3 separate regions of the Sus scrofa genome follow, and all the other regions are linked to region 3. The links are chromatin contacts, called in public Hi-C and promoter capture Hi-C maps. All regions are on one chromosome and are shown on one strand. The core of a region is the stretch at or near the end of the contact, and the rest is flanking DNA. Distances in the headings are between cores, read along the strand shown. Region 1 holds the start of LMNA (lamin A/C). Region 2 holds the start of UBQLN4 (ubiquilin-4). Region 3 holds the start of MRPL24 (mitochondrial ribosomal protein L24).

The links. Promoter capture Hi-C pulls out the DNA fragments that hold promoters and counts their contacts. A called contact is a pair of places that touch in the nucleus more often than the background predicts.
Region 1: a contact with region 3 is called in a Hi-C map of liver, with 1.9 times the contacts expected there. The contact joins the promoter of LMNA here to the promoter of MRPL24 in region 3. A contact is called at or near these places in 1 of 47 Hi-C or Micro-C datasets (liver) and 1 of 2 datasets of contacts at active chromatin or transcription factors (alveolar macrophages).
Region 2: a promoter capture Hi-C map of liver shows a contact between it and region 3, with 5 times the contacts expected there. The contact joins the promoter of UBQLN4 here to the promoter of MRPL24 in region 3. A contact is called at or near these places in 1 of 5 promoter capture datasets (liver), 2 of 47 Hi-C or Micro-C datasets (heart right ventricle and liver) and 1 of 2 datasets of contacts at active chromatin or transcription factors (skeletal muscle).

The regions. Positions count from the first base shown.
Region 1 is chr4:93,924,024-93,929,057 of Sscrofa11.1, forward strand. LMNA (lamin A/C) reads right to left here and starts at 2,261. Exons shown (of 13, transcript NM_001111257.2): 1 at 2,159-2,261.
Region 2 is chr4:93,973,352-93,978,168 of Sscrofa11.1, forward strand. UBQLN4 (ubiquilin-4) reads left to right here and starts at 3,035. Exons shown (of 11, transcript XM_003125701.5): 1 at 3,035-3,236. The coding sequence starts at 3,129. LAMTOR2 (late endosomal/lysosomal adaptor, MAPK and MTOR activator 2) reads right to left here and starts at 2,210. Exons shown (of 4, transcript NM_001243627.1): 1 at 1,935-2,210; 2 at 1,466-1,628. The coding sequence starts at 2,002.
Region 3 is chr4:93,349,652-93,354,606 of Sscrofa11.1, forward strand. It overlaps MRPL24 (mitochondrial ribosomal protein L24), which reads left to right and starts at 3,378. Exons shown (of 6, transcript NM_001244448.1): 1 at 3,378-3,434. HDGF (hepatoma-derived growth factor) reads left to right here. Exons shown (of 6, transcript XM_013996955.2): 4 at 1-67; 5 at 356-591; 6 at 790-2,158. The coding sequence ends at 796.

The DNA of each region.
Region 1 (5,034 bases), core at 1,011-3,510, 570 kb after region 3:
CGGAGCGGGCTCAGCAGAAGGGTGCAGCCAGGAGGGATTCCAGAGGCATTCTAATAATGATTTGTGTAGGGAGGATGTGTGGAGTAACTACTATTATTAGACACTAGGTATTTGCGTGACTTTGTTGAACCTATGCAATAGATCTATAAGGTAAACACTACTATTAGTCCTATTTTACAGATGGGGACACTGAAGTCTAAGGAGGTTAAATTATTCATCTAAGGCAGGGTTTCTCAAAGCTGGCACTCTTGACATTTTAGGCCAGATAATTCTTTGCTGTGAGGGGTGGGTCTAAGCATATGGGATGTTTTGCTGTATCCCTAGCCCTCTGCCCCCAGTTATGACAATCAAAAATGTCTTCAGAAGGTGCCAAATGTCTCCTGTGGGGCAAAATCACATCCAGTTGAGAAACACTTGTATAAGGTCATATGATTAGTAGCAGAACTGGGATTGTGATACAGGTGGGCCTGCTCTGAAAGCCAAGCACTTAGCTGTCAGGCTGTAATTCTGGACAGGTAGGAGTGGGAGAGAGGAGGATTCCAGTGGGACCTAGGCCATTGGGAGACAGTTATACGCCCCCACAGGGGTGGGAAGGGGTGACTCTTTGGGAGAGGGTCTAGGAAATAGGGGGTGATTTGGAGAGTCAAGGCTATGGTTTGGGAATCCCTTTATAATGTTTCTGGGTTGGTTTTTTTTTTTTTTTTTTTTGTCTTTTTAGGGCAACAGCCACAGCATATGGAGGTTCCCAGGCTAGGGGTCCTATTGGAGCTGTAGCTGCTGGCCTACACCACAGCCACAGCCATGCCAGATCTGAGCCACGTCTGCAACCTGCACCACAGCTCACAGCAGCGATGGATTACCTTAACCCACTGAGCGAAGCCAGGGATCAAACTTGCATCCCTATGGATACTAGTCAGGTTTGTTTCCCCTGAGCCACAACAGGAACTCCCTAGAGTGCTTGGAGGGAGGGTCCCTGTCTTATTCATTCTTTGATCACAGGGTCAAGTACTAAACACCTGTTGAACTGCTGAGTCACTCCTGCACAGGTGGTATGGAAGGACCTGGCTGTTCTTTAAGTAGCTGCCACATACCAGGCACTGGGCTAGGGGCCATGTGGGGCTGATCCCACTTCATCTTGACTTCAGCCTTATGAGGAAGGTATTATTATCTGCATTTTATATACCAAAAACCCAAACTCCGAGAAGTTGACTAATTGACCTAAGATAGTCCAGCTGAGTAACTGCCTTCTTCCCATCCGGACCCAGCTAGATGGAATGATGCAGGCTTAGAACAATTAGCTTGGCTTAGTTTAGCTGGGAAGGCCCTCAGAAGGAGCGTGTTTGATGGCCTTTTGTAAAGCCAGTGAACCCCTCATTTGAATGAAATTTCACCCCAAAAGCCCAATATACTAAATGACAGAGGCAGAGTCTCTCTAGCAGGGAAGTTTAGGGACCCCTGCCTGGTGATCCTTTGCCCCTCCCCTAAGAGGCCCCCAGGGCTCTGAGAATTAAACCCCTCTCTTTACAAAGTGGGCTTCTCAGGCTGGAGAAGCTAAGATTTGCCCAAACACAGCCAGAAACCCCCAAATAGTACTCGGACCCTATTTCACACTACTGTAGGAGACAGGACATCACTCTGGACATACTGGAAGGGGCTAATCGACCTCAAGGGATGGGCATTATCGCTACCATGATGAGGCAGGGGTTGCAGGGGTCAGTGTAGGGCTGGCTATCTTCCCTGGGTGCTCCAGCCAGGCCAGACAGGGCCGCTAGATAATGAGCACAGAACCAACCCTTTACACTTCACATTTGGCTGGGCAGGTCTCCCAGGTGTCATCTTTTCACAATCCAGATTACTACCTTAACCCTCTCAAACCTCTCTGAGATGCACAAAGCAAACACCATGATGCCCATTATACAGATACGGAGATTGAGACTTGGGCCAGGTTAACTGATATGCTCCAGGCCACACAACAAGAGACAGAAGCAGGTCCCAAACTCCAGGGATTTGCCTCCAGGTTAACTACATCCCACCTCCCTTCAGTCCAGACCCCAAAGGAGCTCCATCCAACAGCAAAATCCGAGAGTCTGCCCAGGAGTCCCTGCCCGACATTCCAAACCCCATCCCCCACTCAAATGGGCCCAGAGAGCCGCCCCACCTGTGAGCCTCAGGCTTCCTGGAACCGTCACAATACACACCAAAATACTGCCACGGTACACACCAGACAAGAGCCAAAGAGGAATTCCGCAGTGACTTCGTCCTCTCTGCTCCCTATCTCCCAGCTTTGGCCCCGCCCCACCTGGTGAGGGTGGGGGAGGGGAGGTAGACGTAGGAAGGGGCGGGGCCCCGGAGACGTGGGCGGAGCCAAGGGGACGGGGCTTGTTCCCTCCAGGGCAGATCGGTTCGGGCTGGTAGGGCGACTCCGGACTCCGGCGGGGTGGTTCCTCTCCCGCCCCCCCGCCCCCGCCGCCCGGAGGCGGGCAGTGCTGACGGCTGGTTCTGACGCAGGCGCCTGCGTGTGGGCGGCTGCCTGTGAGTCTGTGTGTGTCTGTGTGTGTGTGGTTGCCGGGGCCTCCCGGGTCTCCTAAATGGGGGTTTCCTCTCCCTGTTGCCAAGGAAACAAACAGAAGCGCCACAACTCCAGAACTGGGGCCGGCGAAAAGGGTCCCCAAGCCCTAGGCGCCGAGAGGCTTCCAGGAAGTGAGGCAGAAAAGGATCCCTGTTTCCCCCCCCACCCCCAGTCCAGGTGCTGAGCAAACGTTACCCAATGTGGGGCCTGAAACTAGTGGCCACCTGTCCTGTTTGCAGAGCACTGAGGAGTTTCCTAGGACAAGGGCCTTGCAGTGCTCAAACCCGAACAGTTCCTGGCAAAACCGGACAGTTGGTCTTCCTAAGTGTCCATCCAATTTTTGTGGGGAGGCTCTATCTTAAAAATATGAGAATATCTTTTACAGATTTCACACAGATAAGTGAACACGTGGAAACCTGGTCAGGCTCCTCTAAGGGTCTTGGGAAGGCCTGTGCCACTGTGGATCCCTGAGCTTCACCTTGCTTAGCCTCACCATAAAACCAACCTGGGTTCCCAGCCCCTGCAGCCCCTAAGTTCCTCAGGGTCCCCTTCCAAGGCTAGCCCTTGGCACTCACCCCAGGGAGGTCAACTGGGAAAGCAAATTCTCCCCGGGGAGGATGGTGGTTAATCTGCAGGAGATTTCCTGATGGGGGAACAGATCAAAGGGCACTTCTGGATTAGTGGCGGCCACGTGTGGCAGGTGGATGGGCAGGGCCTTGGCCAAGGTCAGGAGCTCCTGGAGGGAGACTCCATGGGATGGAAGGGACTGCCTTGGGCCAGTGCTTCATCAGTCATTGCTTAGAAGCCAGAACTTCAGAGCTGGGAGGAGTCTAAGGACATCATGCAAGCCAACCCCCTCCTTTCTAGACCTGCCTTGATCCAGCTCCCCAGATTCCCCTGTCCCACTATCCCTATGCCAGCCCACAGGCTAGCCCCAGAGTAACACCCCAATTGCCCTCTTTGTCTAGTAAATCCAAAGCTTACAGGGCTCCCTGAGAGCCCACTTCACTTTGGCCCTTGACCCCTGAGTGGCAGGTAATGGGGGAGCCACTGGAGCAGCGGTAGGGCAGCAGGGACCTGGCTGGGAGGGACAGGATGCACGAGTGGCCTGAGGCTGGTGTGCTCTCAGGCTGCCCAGGGAGGGGCCAAGAGGGCATCTGTTTCCTCTTGGCCATGATTCCCTCAATCCCATCCCCAAAGGAGGTGAAAATGGGGCTGGCTTCCTGAAGCGGAGCTTCCTGGCCTTGGCGGGGAGGATGGATGGGACGTCCTCAAAACATCCCGCATGCCCTCTCCTCTCCCTGCCTGGAGCTCGGCACAGCTGAACTAAGGCTTCGGGGTGGGGGCAGAGAGGTGAGGTCTGGGGTTCAGTGAGCACAGCGATGTACCAGAAGCCACAGTCAGGCTCAACTCCCAGGGGGTGCGGGGGGCGGGGGAGGGTAGAGGCAGGGGACTGGTCTGGCTCAGAGGGGGGGCTTCACTCAGGTACTTTAGTGGAGGATGCATGAGAGAGAGTTGATCACAGAGGGCAAATGGGGATGAAGGGAGAGATAAGAGTGGGTAGAGGAGTTCCCGTCATGGCGCAGTGGCTAACGAATCCGACTAGGAACCATGAGGTGGCGGGTTCGGTCCCTGCCCTTGCTCAGTGGGTTAACGATCCGGCGTTGCCGTGAGCTGTGGTGTAGATTGCAGACGCGGCTCGGATCCTGAGTTGCTGTGGCTCTGGCGTAGGCTGGTGGCTACAGCTCTGATTCGACCCCTAGCCTGGGAACCTCCATATGCCGCGGGAGTGGCTCACGTAAAGGCAAAAAGACCAAACAAAACAAAACAAAACAAAAAAAAGAGTGGGTAGAGGGAGGAGGTTGGAGAGAAAGTCTACTATGAGGGAGAAAGAACTGAGCTTTGAGGTAACTGGGGGGAGTCCGGACCAGGGGATCCAGGAGCAGAGAGCTGGGCAGAGGGGAGGCACAGGAATTGAGGAGAGGGGCAGCTGCCTGGGGCTGACACCAGCAATCCAGCCCCAGCTCCTGGTGGGGCAAATATTTACCCAGCAACAGTTGCTAAGCAAGGAGGAAGGAGGAGGGAGACCAGTAGCTAGAAGGCTTTCCAGACTCCTCCCTCATAAAAGACAAAAAAAAAAAAAAAAAAAAAAAAAAAAAGGGTGAGCCATTATGTTCTCCTCAGCCCTTCACCCCCACCGAGCAGGCTCCTCGCACACATATCTGTGGGGTCACCCCTCCTACTTCCCCCCCACCCCCACCCCAGGCCAACCCAAGCTCATAGCAGGACAGAAGGTTGGGCTAGGGAAAACTTAATCCCCAGGCAACCAGGACTTCCCCCTACCCTGGGACAGCTCTGGGGGCTCAAACCTTGCAAAATTCCTCCTTCCCAATCTGCTGTTCAAGGGGGGGCTGGAGAGGGGGGCAGGTCCAAGAAGTCAGGATACGGTGAGGGAGGGGGTGCTG
Region 2 (4,817 bases), core at 1,785-4,284, 620 kb after region 3:
TCTCGCTACTCCAGCCACTTCAACCTTGTTGATTCTTGACCAGGCATCATTGTGCCTCTGCCTCAGGGCCTTTGTACTTACTGTTCTCTCTGTCAGAAATGTTCTTCGCCCAGACAGCCATATGGCTTGCCAGCTTCCTTTAGATCTATGATGACTTGTCCCCTTTGCAGTAATATTGTCCCTCTCTCACTTCCTTGCTTTTTCTCCACAGCATTTTCAATACCTAACATACTACTTTTTCTTTCTTTCTAGGGCCGCACCTGCAGCATACAGAAGTGCCTGGCCTAAGGATGGAATCAGAGTGGCAGCTGCTGGCCTACACCATAGACACAGCAGACATGGGAGCTGAGACGAATCTGAGACCTATGCTGCAGCTTGCAGCAATGCCGGATACTTAACCCACTGAGCCAGCCAGGGATCCACCTTCATCTCCATGGATACCAGTTTTTTGTTTTGTTTTGCTTCTTAGAGCCACGCCCGAAGCATAGGGAGGTTCCCAGCCTATGGATATAATCAGAGCTACAGCTGCCAGCCTATGCCACAGCCACAGCAATGCACCAGATCCAAGTTGAGTCTGCGACCTACACCACAGCTCATGGCAACGCTGGATCCTTAACCCACTGAGCAAGACCAGGGATTGAACCTGCAACCTCATGGTTCTTAGTAGGATTTTTTTCTGCTGCACCACAACGGGAACTCCTGGATACTAGTTCTTAATCCACTGAGCCATGACGGGAACTCCACATACTACTTTTTAAACTTATGTATGTATGTTACAAAACATATTTATGAACTGATTTTACAAACATACATATTTTACTTATTTTAAGGCATATATGAGACATTAGGGCTGCAGTTTTTGTTTGTCCTGTTTGCTATTTTTTTCCCAGGTCCTGAGAATACTGCAAGGACCTAAAAATTTGTTAACTGAACAGATATAAAGGTGAATGAGACAGGTTCTGTTCCCAAGAAATTCAGTCTAATGGCGCTTCCTCTTTCTGGACTTTATCTCCTTTTTCTGTAAACTGAAGGAACTGGACTAGGGTCTGGACACTTTGCCATGCTTCTGAGTCTGAGAATCTCAGATGACAACACTTTGTGTCTGCATATCACTCTACAGTTTACACCTACCCTTTCATTTGATCACAACAACCCTGTGTGCGTGATGTGGTGGTGGGGATTATTTTCACACTGGAGATGTGGTAAAAAAGCTTGTGACTTACCCAAGGTTCCACAAATGGCAAGTGGCTGGCTGAGACTAGAACCCAGCCAGACCTCGGGTCCAATACTCCTTCCTCATCACCACTTGATACATAGGGTCCTGCCTATTATAAATGCTGCTGCAGACCAACTCTTAGTAATCTTCCAGAAATCCTGTCCCTGGGCCCCAACCATCCAGGATGGGGTCCAGGGTGCCCCTTGGGGGTCCCCTTAGGGACAGAGGAAATGGCTCCCCTCTCCATACCATGCAGTCCATGAGGATGAATTTGAGATTGTCTTCGTTAAATGCTTGGTTCCCGTTCCGGTCGTAGGCCGCCCAGATGTTACTGGCGATGGCTGCAGTGACTCGGGCGTCCGTATCCCCGTAACCAGAGTAGGCCAACAGAGATCCCTCGTTATTCAGCAGCCTGGAAAAGCATCAGAACGGATATCAACGTGCTCAGGATGGGGAGTAAAATACCTGACTTTCCATCCCAACTCGCCCACCGGCGCTCCTAGAAAGCAAGGGTCTGGGTTGAGTGTGTCCTAGAACATGCCCCAAACACCCAGCACGTCAGTTTCTCTTTCAAGAGTGGCCCTCTCGCCGGTTCACCCAAAGGCTGCCCCCTCTGCCACCTCCTCCCTTCCCAGAGAGCCTTCCCCACCCCTCCCTCGGAGAGCCGCGCGCAGCCCCACTCCAGTGCTCGCCGCTCGGCCTCTCGGTCCGCACTCACAGGGTGCTCTGGACACCTCCAGTGTTAGCTTGGCTTAGCACCTGGGTCAAAGCCTTGGGACGCAGCATGCCTGTGGCTCCTAACCCTGGGCTTTCACAACCTGATCCCGGAGTTTCCTATAACTGGCCTCCGCCTGCCGCTTCCCGTAGTCCAGCTGCCCGGCTCCAGAACTCCTGGGAGTTGTAGTTTCCTGGCCTGACTGTGCGGTTCTGACTCAACCCCGCCTCACCGCGGGGGGCGCTGGGAATTGTAGTTCCTCGAAGCTTCGCGAGGCACCCTGGGAACTACAGTTCGCCTTTCCAGTGAGACCACGCGGTTATGGGGGAAAAGAGCGGGAGTAAAAGGATAGTGGCAGTACTGGAAGGACATTTAACCCTCTCGGGCAGAGGAGTCATATCTGCTTGACAATCCACGATTCAGTAATTAAAAGAAAACAAAATTCCTATACTTGTCAGGCATACCTTGGGTTACTTCTCAAAGCAATTTTCTACATTATGCATAATTCTGTGAGATGAGGAGATAGATGCTATTGAGGAAATAGGCTCAGAAAGGCCATGCAGGCAAAAATCCAGGTCTCTGGAACTGTACTGAATAGACTTCTTGGAGGCCGCTACCCTCAGGGGAATTAAGTCAATCCTACAGAAGAGGTTTTAGGTAGATATCCAGAAGTGGAAAATTCAGCCTCCAAGTCGGGAGAAGCCTCAGGCCTGGAAAGGATTTGGGCTTTCCAAGAAAGACCAGTTATCATAGGGAACGGAGATAAAGCGGCGACACAGAAAGTCCTTTGTCCCGGAGAAAGAGTTAGTCGCGGAGGGGGCGGGTAGCTTTGGGCCCGGGGGCGGGGGGTTGGCACCTCAGCGCGACTCGGACCGGCTACCACGGGCGGTGGTCTCTCCCGGAGAGTTTGCTTCCCGCCCCTGTCCGGAGCAGCCCCTTTGGGGGCCGCCGCCCAGCAAGGCCCTGCCCAGGCTGCAGACCCCGGGCTCGGCCCTGGGCGGACCCCGCTGCAGTGGCCCCCCCGGTCCGCCCGGGGCGCTGTGGCTGCGGCTGGTCCGGAGGGGGCGGTGAAGCCTTGGGGAGGGGAGGGGAGAGGGGAGTGTTGGAGGCGCCGGAGCCGAGCACCGCCGGGCGGGCGGGGAGGAGGAGGAGCCGGGGCGGGCTGGCGGGCGGCCGGGTGGCGGCGGCGGCGGCGGCATGGCGGAGCCGAGCGGGGCCGAGACGAGGCCCCCGATTCGGGTCACCGTCAAGACCCCTAAGGACAAGGAGGAAATTGTGATCTGCGATCGAGCCTCGGTCAAGGAGGTAGTACGGGTGGTGGGGATTGGGGGGGTGCGGAGGAGTGGTCTGTGAAGAGGGGGGTGTCTCTGAGACCGTCGGGCGTATGGGAGGGCCGGGGAGAGGAGGGCGGGGGCCCAGCAGGCACTCGGGGAAGCGGGAGGGAAGAGGCGGCGGGTAGGGGGCGTCCTGCGAGGTCGATCCGGGGTAGCGTGGCGCGTGTTTGGGAAGGGAGGCCGGGGTTTGCCTTGTGGCCTGGTCTGGGGGCGTGGTGGAGTTGGAAGAGGACACCTTGCACAGGCAAGGGGGAAGGACCCTGTGTTGGAGAGGAGTGTTTGCGCCGCTTACTAGCGGGGGTTCGAGGCGCTGAGGCAGGGTGGGAGCCGGGCAAGGTGCGGAGGCCGGATAGTGGGCGCGGGGCGCAGGCGAGGAAAGCTCCAGGCTTCTACTGTGCGTCTCAGAGAACGCCCAGCATTCTGACGCCCGGCCGGTGCGGGGGGAGGATTTCCCTCTGCCGGGATCTTTGCTACTCTTTCAAATCAAGGTAGTTGCGTTTGGTTCTCAGCCCCTCTGGGATTTACACAAGGTGCAGTAGGTGCTCAAGAAAAATGTGGTGAATGACTGAATGAGGGAATATTGCTGTGTTCACCACCCGCCTGTGGCGGCTCCAGAATTTCACAGAGGCGGGGCTAAGATAGGCTTTCTGGTTGGGAAGGAGGGATCTGGAAGCTGCCTTTGCTTAGCAAGTGCACTGTTTTTACTTAGAGTGTAAGTTTGGGTTGGTAGGGGGGTTGCGGATAGATGTAGAGTCTTAACTCTTTCCAAGCCAGCTTTTAGTGCCATTATTGCCCTTCCCCCAACCTTATAAAATGACTCCATTCCAGAATTGAAATCATTTTCGCTGCAAAGCTGAATTTGGTATCAGCTCTAGTTGAGAGGATCCATGTTTTTGGTTCAGAGCTTGGGCTTCGGTATCGAGGCCTAAGTTCCAGTCTGCCCGGGGCAAGTTTCCTAACTGCTTTGATTCTCAGTTTTCTTGTCTTTAAAATGGAGATAATTGTTAACATGTATCTCATGGGATTTAGACTCTGAATGGTTAGTGCTTTTATAAATAACGTGTTACCTGGTAACTGGTTAAGGGTCAGCTGGTTAAGGGTCTGGCGTTGTCACTGCTTTGGCTCAGGTCACTGTGTGGCTTGGGTTCGAACCCTGGTCCAGGAACTTCTGCATGCTGTGAATGTGGCCAATAAATATGTAAATACCTAAATAAATAAGTGGGATCTGTTTATCATCATTGTCACAAGAACACTGGAAATAAAGAGAGGAAAAAGACTTGGGGTCTGAGAAGAGAAGGCTGAAGGGAGACAGGGCCTGGGCCCAAGGCTGTTGAAGGAGTTGGGATGGTGAGAACTGCCTAGGCAGTACCCTCACGGGGAACTGGGTGGAGGGACTGAAGATGGAGTGGCAGATAGAAGTGAAGTCTTTCTTGGAGTTCCCTTCGTGGCTCAGTGGTAATGAACCCAACTAGTATCCACGAGGACACGGGTTCGATCCCTGGCCTCGCTCATTGGGTTGGGGATCCATTGTTGCCGTAAGCTGTGGTGTAAG
Region 3 (4,955 bases), core at 2,128-4,627:
CGACGAGCCGACCAAGGAGAAGAATGAGAAGGGGGCGCTGAAGAGGAGAGCAGGAGACCTGCTGGAGGTAACTGCCCGCTGCCTGGGGCCCAGGAGGGGGCAAGGCTCCCAGTCTGAGGAGAGAAGCTACTGCTTCTTCAGGGAGTGCCCAGTCCGAGAGCCAGACGGAGCTCCTAGTCTTGGGGAGTCCCTTGCTGAGAAGATGGGACACAGGAGAGACATCTGAGCTAGCAGAGGGCAGGAGAGGGATTGCAGCTCTTCCCCCTACCCCCAAGGAGCCTCTGGGGAAAGGAGGGGAGGCTGGCGTCCTCCCCGTGTAGCCTCAGCCCACCTCCTCTCTGCTCATCCTGCCCAGGACTCCCCCAAACGTCCCAAGGAGGCAGAAGACCCCGAAGGCGAGGAGAAGGAGGTGGCCACCTTGGAGGGTGAAAGGCCCCTTCCAGTGGAGGCAGAGAAGAACAGCACCCCTTCTGAGCCCAGCTCTGGCCGGGGGCCTCCTCCGGAGGAAGAAGAGGAAGAAGAAGAAGAAGAAGAAGAAGAAGAGGCTACCAAGGAAGATGCTGAGGCCCCGGGCATCAGAGATCATGAGAGGTGAGTGAGCCCCCTGCCCTGTGGCAGTTGGACTGGGAGGGCCCAGCCACCTGCCAAGAGGAGGAGGAGGAGGAGGGCCTGCAGCAGTCAGCCTCTCAGGAGGCAGGGGGGGCTCTCCTAGGAGACCGGCACTGGCTGGGGCCTGGCCAGGCCAAGGCCGCACCATTAACCGTTCTCCCCTCCAACCCTCCCCTGCAGCCTGTAGCCACCAATGTTTCAAGAGGAGCCCCCGCCCCGTTCCTGCTGCTGTCTGGGTGCTACTGGGGAAACTGGCCATGGCCTGCAAACTGGGAACCCCTTCCCCACCCCCACCCGCTCTCCTCTTCCATTCACTCTCCCCCTTCTGAGCTCAGCCCCTGGAGATTGATCTGGATGGGGCAGGCCACCTGGCCCTCACCTCTATGTCCCCACACCAGTGTGATCCGAGTCAGGTCCATGTCTTCTGCTCCATGGGATGAGATGAGGCCGTTGTGTCCCTCCCTACCTGGAGCTGTTTCCCAGCGCATTTGTCGGGGCCTCGACTGGCTCTTTCCATCTCCCGACACCCCTCTCCCCCTCCCCCGGGCATTCTAGACCTCTGGGTTGGTTGGGATCAGGGTCATGAGTGGAAGGGATGGAAGCCTAGGTGGGCTTCTGGGGCCTGGGAAGGGCAGTCTTCACATTGGGGTAGGGAGTGGACAGGAGGCTCTAGCATCTCCTTGAGCTCCTGGCCCTTCCTCCCACACCTGTCATCCCAGCTGCCTAGATTCAGGGAAAGTGGGATAGCTTTGGGGGGAGGGGCCCCCTTCCGCAAATCCTTCCTCATTGGCAATGCCCCTTCTCCTTTGCTGACCCTGGGTGTCATGGGAATTGGAGTCTCTCAATCCCACGATTTGGGGGTTTGCAGGTTCTTTGGGCCAAGGAGCTGAGATCTGAATGCTTGACTTCACCCAGCTTGGGTGGAAGTGTTGAGGAGTATCCACCCACCTTTAGATCTCAGACCAGAGATGGGATGCCCTGGGGAGATCCTTAGCTGCCCTTTTTCCTCTCCCCACAGTGCTCAAGGCCAGCCTACAGTCCATATGTCACCCAGACATTAAGGAAAAGACACATTTTTTAGGAAATGTTTTTAATAAAAGAAAATTACAAAAAAAAAAATTTTAAAGACCCCCCCCAACCCCTTTGTGTGCCGCCCCCCCCACTCTGCTCCTTTCTTCCCCAATGTTGCTCCCATTTCTGAGGTGCACTGGGAGGCTCCCCTTCTGTTTGGGGCTTGATGACTTTTCTTTTTGTAGCTGAGGCTTTGGTGTTCCTTCTGGTGTCATTTCCCATCCACATACCCGCATCTGGTCCCCTCAGTGTCGTCACCAGATCAGATTTGTAACCCACCGAGAGGCCAGAGGGAATTAAGCGCCCTCTCCCAACCTCTTTCTAGTGGTCTCTCTGCCTCTTCCGTCTCTTGTCTCTTTCACCCTTGCCCCTCTCCCTTGGGCTCTGATGAAAAATTGCTGACTGTAGCTTTGAAGTTTAGCTCTGAGAACCGTAGATGATTTCAGTTATAGGAAAATAAAACCCATTGATTACTACATTGGATTTTGACTGATTCTTTGGGGTTGTATTGGTTAACAGATTGGGGGGGGCGCAAATGATTTCCAAGTCCACTTAGATTGAGGTAAGGGGTGTCAGCCTCTTCCATTCTCTAAAATTCTACATGAGGGTAAAATTATATAATACTATGCCCGGTATTCTACTTCTGCCTGGCCACTGTTTACCAGTGTCACCCATCAGCACCTGGGAAAGTTAAAAAAAAAAGGTTTGCACAAGGAGTTCCCATTATGGTGCAGTGGAAACAAATCCAACTAGGAACCATGAGGTTTGGGGTTGGATCCCTGGCCTTGCTCAGTGGGTTAAGGATCTGGTGTTGCCATGAACTGTGGTGTAGGTGGCAGACACAGCTCAGACATGCTGTGGCTGTGGCCGGCAGCTATAGTTCCAATTGGATCCTACCCTGGGAACCTCCATATGCCTAGGGTGTGGCCTTTAAAAAGCAAAAAAAAAAAAAAAAAAAAATTTGCATAAAGAGTGGGTGTGAAAGGGCGACATTATAAGCCACAGCCTCTGATGGCCAGGGAAGTGGGGGTGTCGAGGCTGAGGCTGGTTGTAGAAACAACTTTGTCCTTCAAGGGCAAAGCTAGGGATGCCTGCCACTCTTAACCGGTGATTAGGGGCCAGGAGGTTGACAGCGTGAAATCCTCCCAGTACTCCTTAATTAAGTGGAATAGCTGGATTAGATCCTGAGGTTTCCTCTAGTCTGACATTTTGTGACTAGATCATCGACTGGCACTGAAGTGCCCACGTTTCATCTCTTATTTTAGAAAGCCAATGTTATTTCTGTCATCTGCCTTAACCCCTGCTAGCGGAGAAGGGCGGGTGGCGAAAATATTCGGAGTGCAGCCTCATGAGAAAGGCAGGCCCTCTGCTTTGAATAGGAAGCCGCAATCACCTAGAAAATGGAGCCATCGTCTCTAGTAACTACAATTCCCAGAGGTCTCCACGCAGAGCATGTGCAGAAATGTGCCAGGCCCGGCAGCCTATCCATCTTTGCCTTCAACTCCCGACATGCTTCACGGTGCTCTTACGCTGCCTTGATTTCCTCCTCGGCCAAATTTCCTTTTTCTCTCGTGCTTCGTAGCGACGGACTACAACTCCCAGCATGCAGAGAGGCTGTGCGTTATTGCGTTGTTGAGCGTCAGTTGTACAATTAAGACTCCATTTCCCAGAAAGCCGAGAAGGGGACGGGTGGGGCTAAGGTCCCGTGTGCAGGGGGAGCAGGCGGAGGCTCTGCGACTCAGCGGGAAGCGGAGGTGAGGGCTTTGTGGCCTAGAGGTGATAGCACCTCTGGACTAGTCTGGAGGCGAGAGTGGGAAGGGCCTTCCTTTGCCCCGGCACGGGTCAGCCGCCTCCTCCGGGGTCTCCCTGCATCGGAAGCTTGGAACGGGTGGGTGCTGAAGACTGCTGGGGACTGGACGTCTCCCTCACCTAGGATGGGACTCGGGGGGAAAGCCTTAGGAACCGAGGCCTGAGGGAGCAGACGCTCTCCGCCATGAAAGCTTCACTGCGGAAGGGGCACCAGCATCTCCAGGGTTTGGAGGCAAAGAAGGGAAAGATTTAGGGGGCCTGCTTCTGGGATCTCCCCCCAGAGCTTCGGCTCTAGAATGGCAGAGGTTAAGGGATGTCACGCAGGAGTCTTTAAAAATTGGCTCCGCTCCTCTCAACCTGTATGAGCTAGGGCAAATGACCTGTTCTCAGGGCCTTGGTTTCCTTGTCTCCTGTCCACCTCCCCAGACAGCAGTGTGAAGATCAAATGCCAGGAATAGTGAAGTTCCCAGCATTGGATCTGTCACATGGTAGTGCTTCCAAAGCATTTTTTGATTCTTCTGAATAGGAACCTTGAGACTCGTAACATTCATCCAGCTTTAGTTTGAAAATAAAATTAGGTCATTTCTTTTTCGTATTAAATTAAGAAGTAGAGAGAAGAAAAATGACCCAATAATATCTCACTGTTCAGATGAACCGGTTGATAATTTTTTTTTTTTTTTCAAGTACACGTGGTTAGAAACGTTATGGGAAGGAACAAGATGGAAAGTAACAGCCCTTCCAGACTTCCTCTTCTCCAAAACAAGTACTTTAGTTGTTTTCTGTTTCCTTCTCGTCAATATTTATGCCTGGGACAGGACATATATATATTTTAAAATTTGTGCAAAAGGAATAATATTATCCAAATGATTCTGTGGCTTGCTTTGTTAAAACATTAAACACACTTTGAGTGACAGAAACGACCCTCTAAGATGTTACAGATAATTAAACCGAAGCTCAGAAGTCAAGTTGCCTAAGGTCACAGATTAAGTTGATGGTGGTGCAGGGACTAGAACCCAGGTTGCCTGACTCCCAGTTCAGAGCTTTTTATGTCATTAAAGCACACTTTATTTGTACTTTGAAGTTAGGCTTCTTTCTTAGTTATGAAACAAGGTCAGTGGTACCTCCTTTGTCAGTTGTCTTTGAGCTTAAATGAGATGATACAGGAAAGCACTTGGCATGGTACCTGGAAGGTAGCAAGTGCTCAATAAACTGAAACGCTTTTTTTTTGTTGTTGTTAGTCTTCTTAGGGCCGCATCCTCGGCAAATGGAGGTTCCCAGGCTAGGGGTCGAATTGGAACTGTAGTTGCTGGCCTACACCACAGCCACAGCAACGCCAGATCTGAGCCTCGTCTGTGACCTGTACCACAGCTCATGGCAACACTGGATTCTTAACTAACTGAGCAAGACAAGGGATCAAACCTGCGTCCTCATGGATACTAGTCAGATTTTTTCTGCTGAGCCACTAT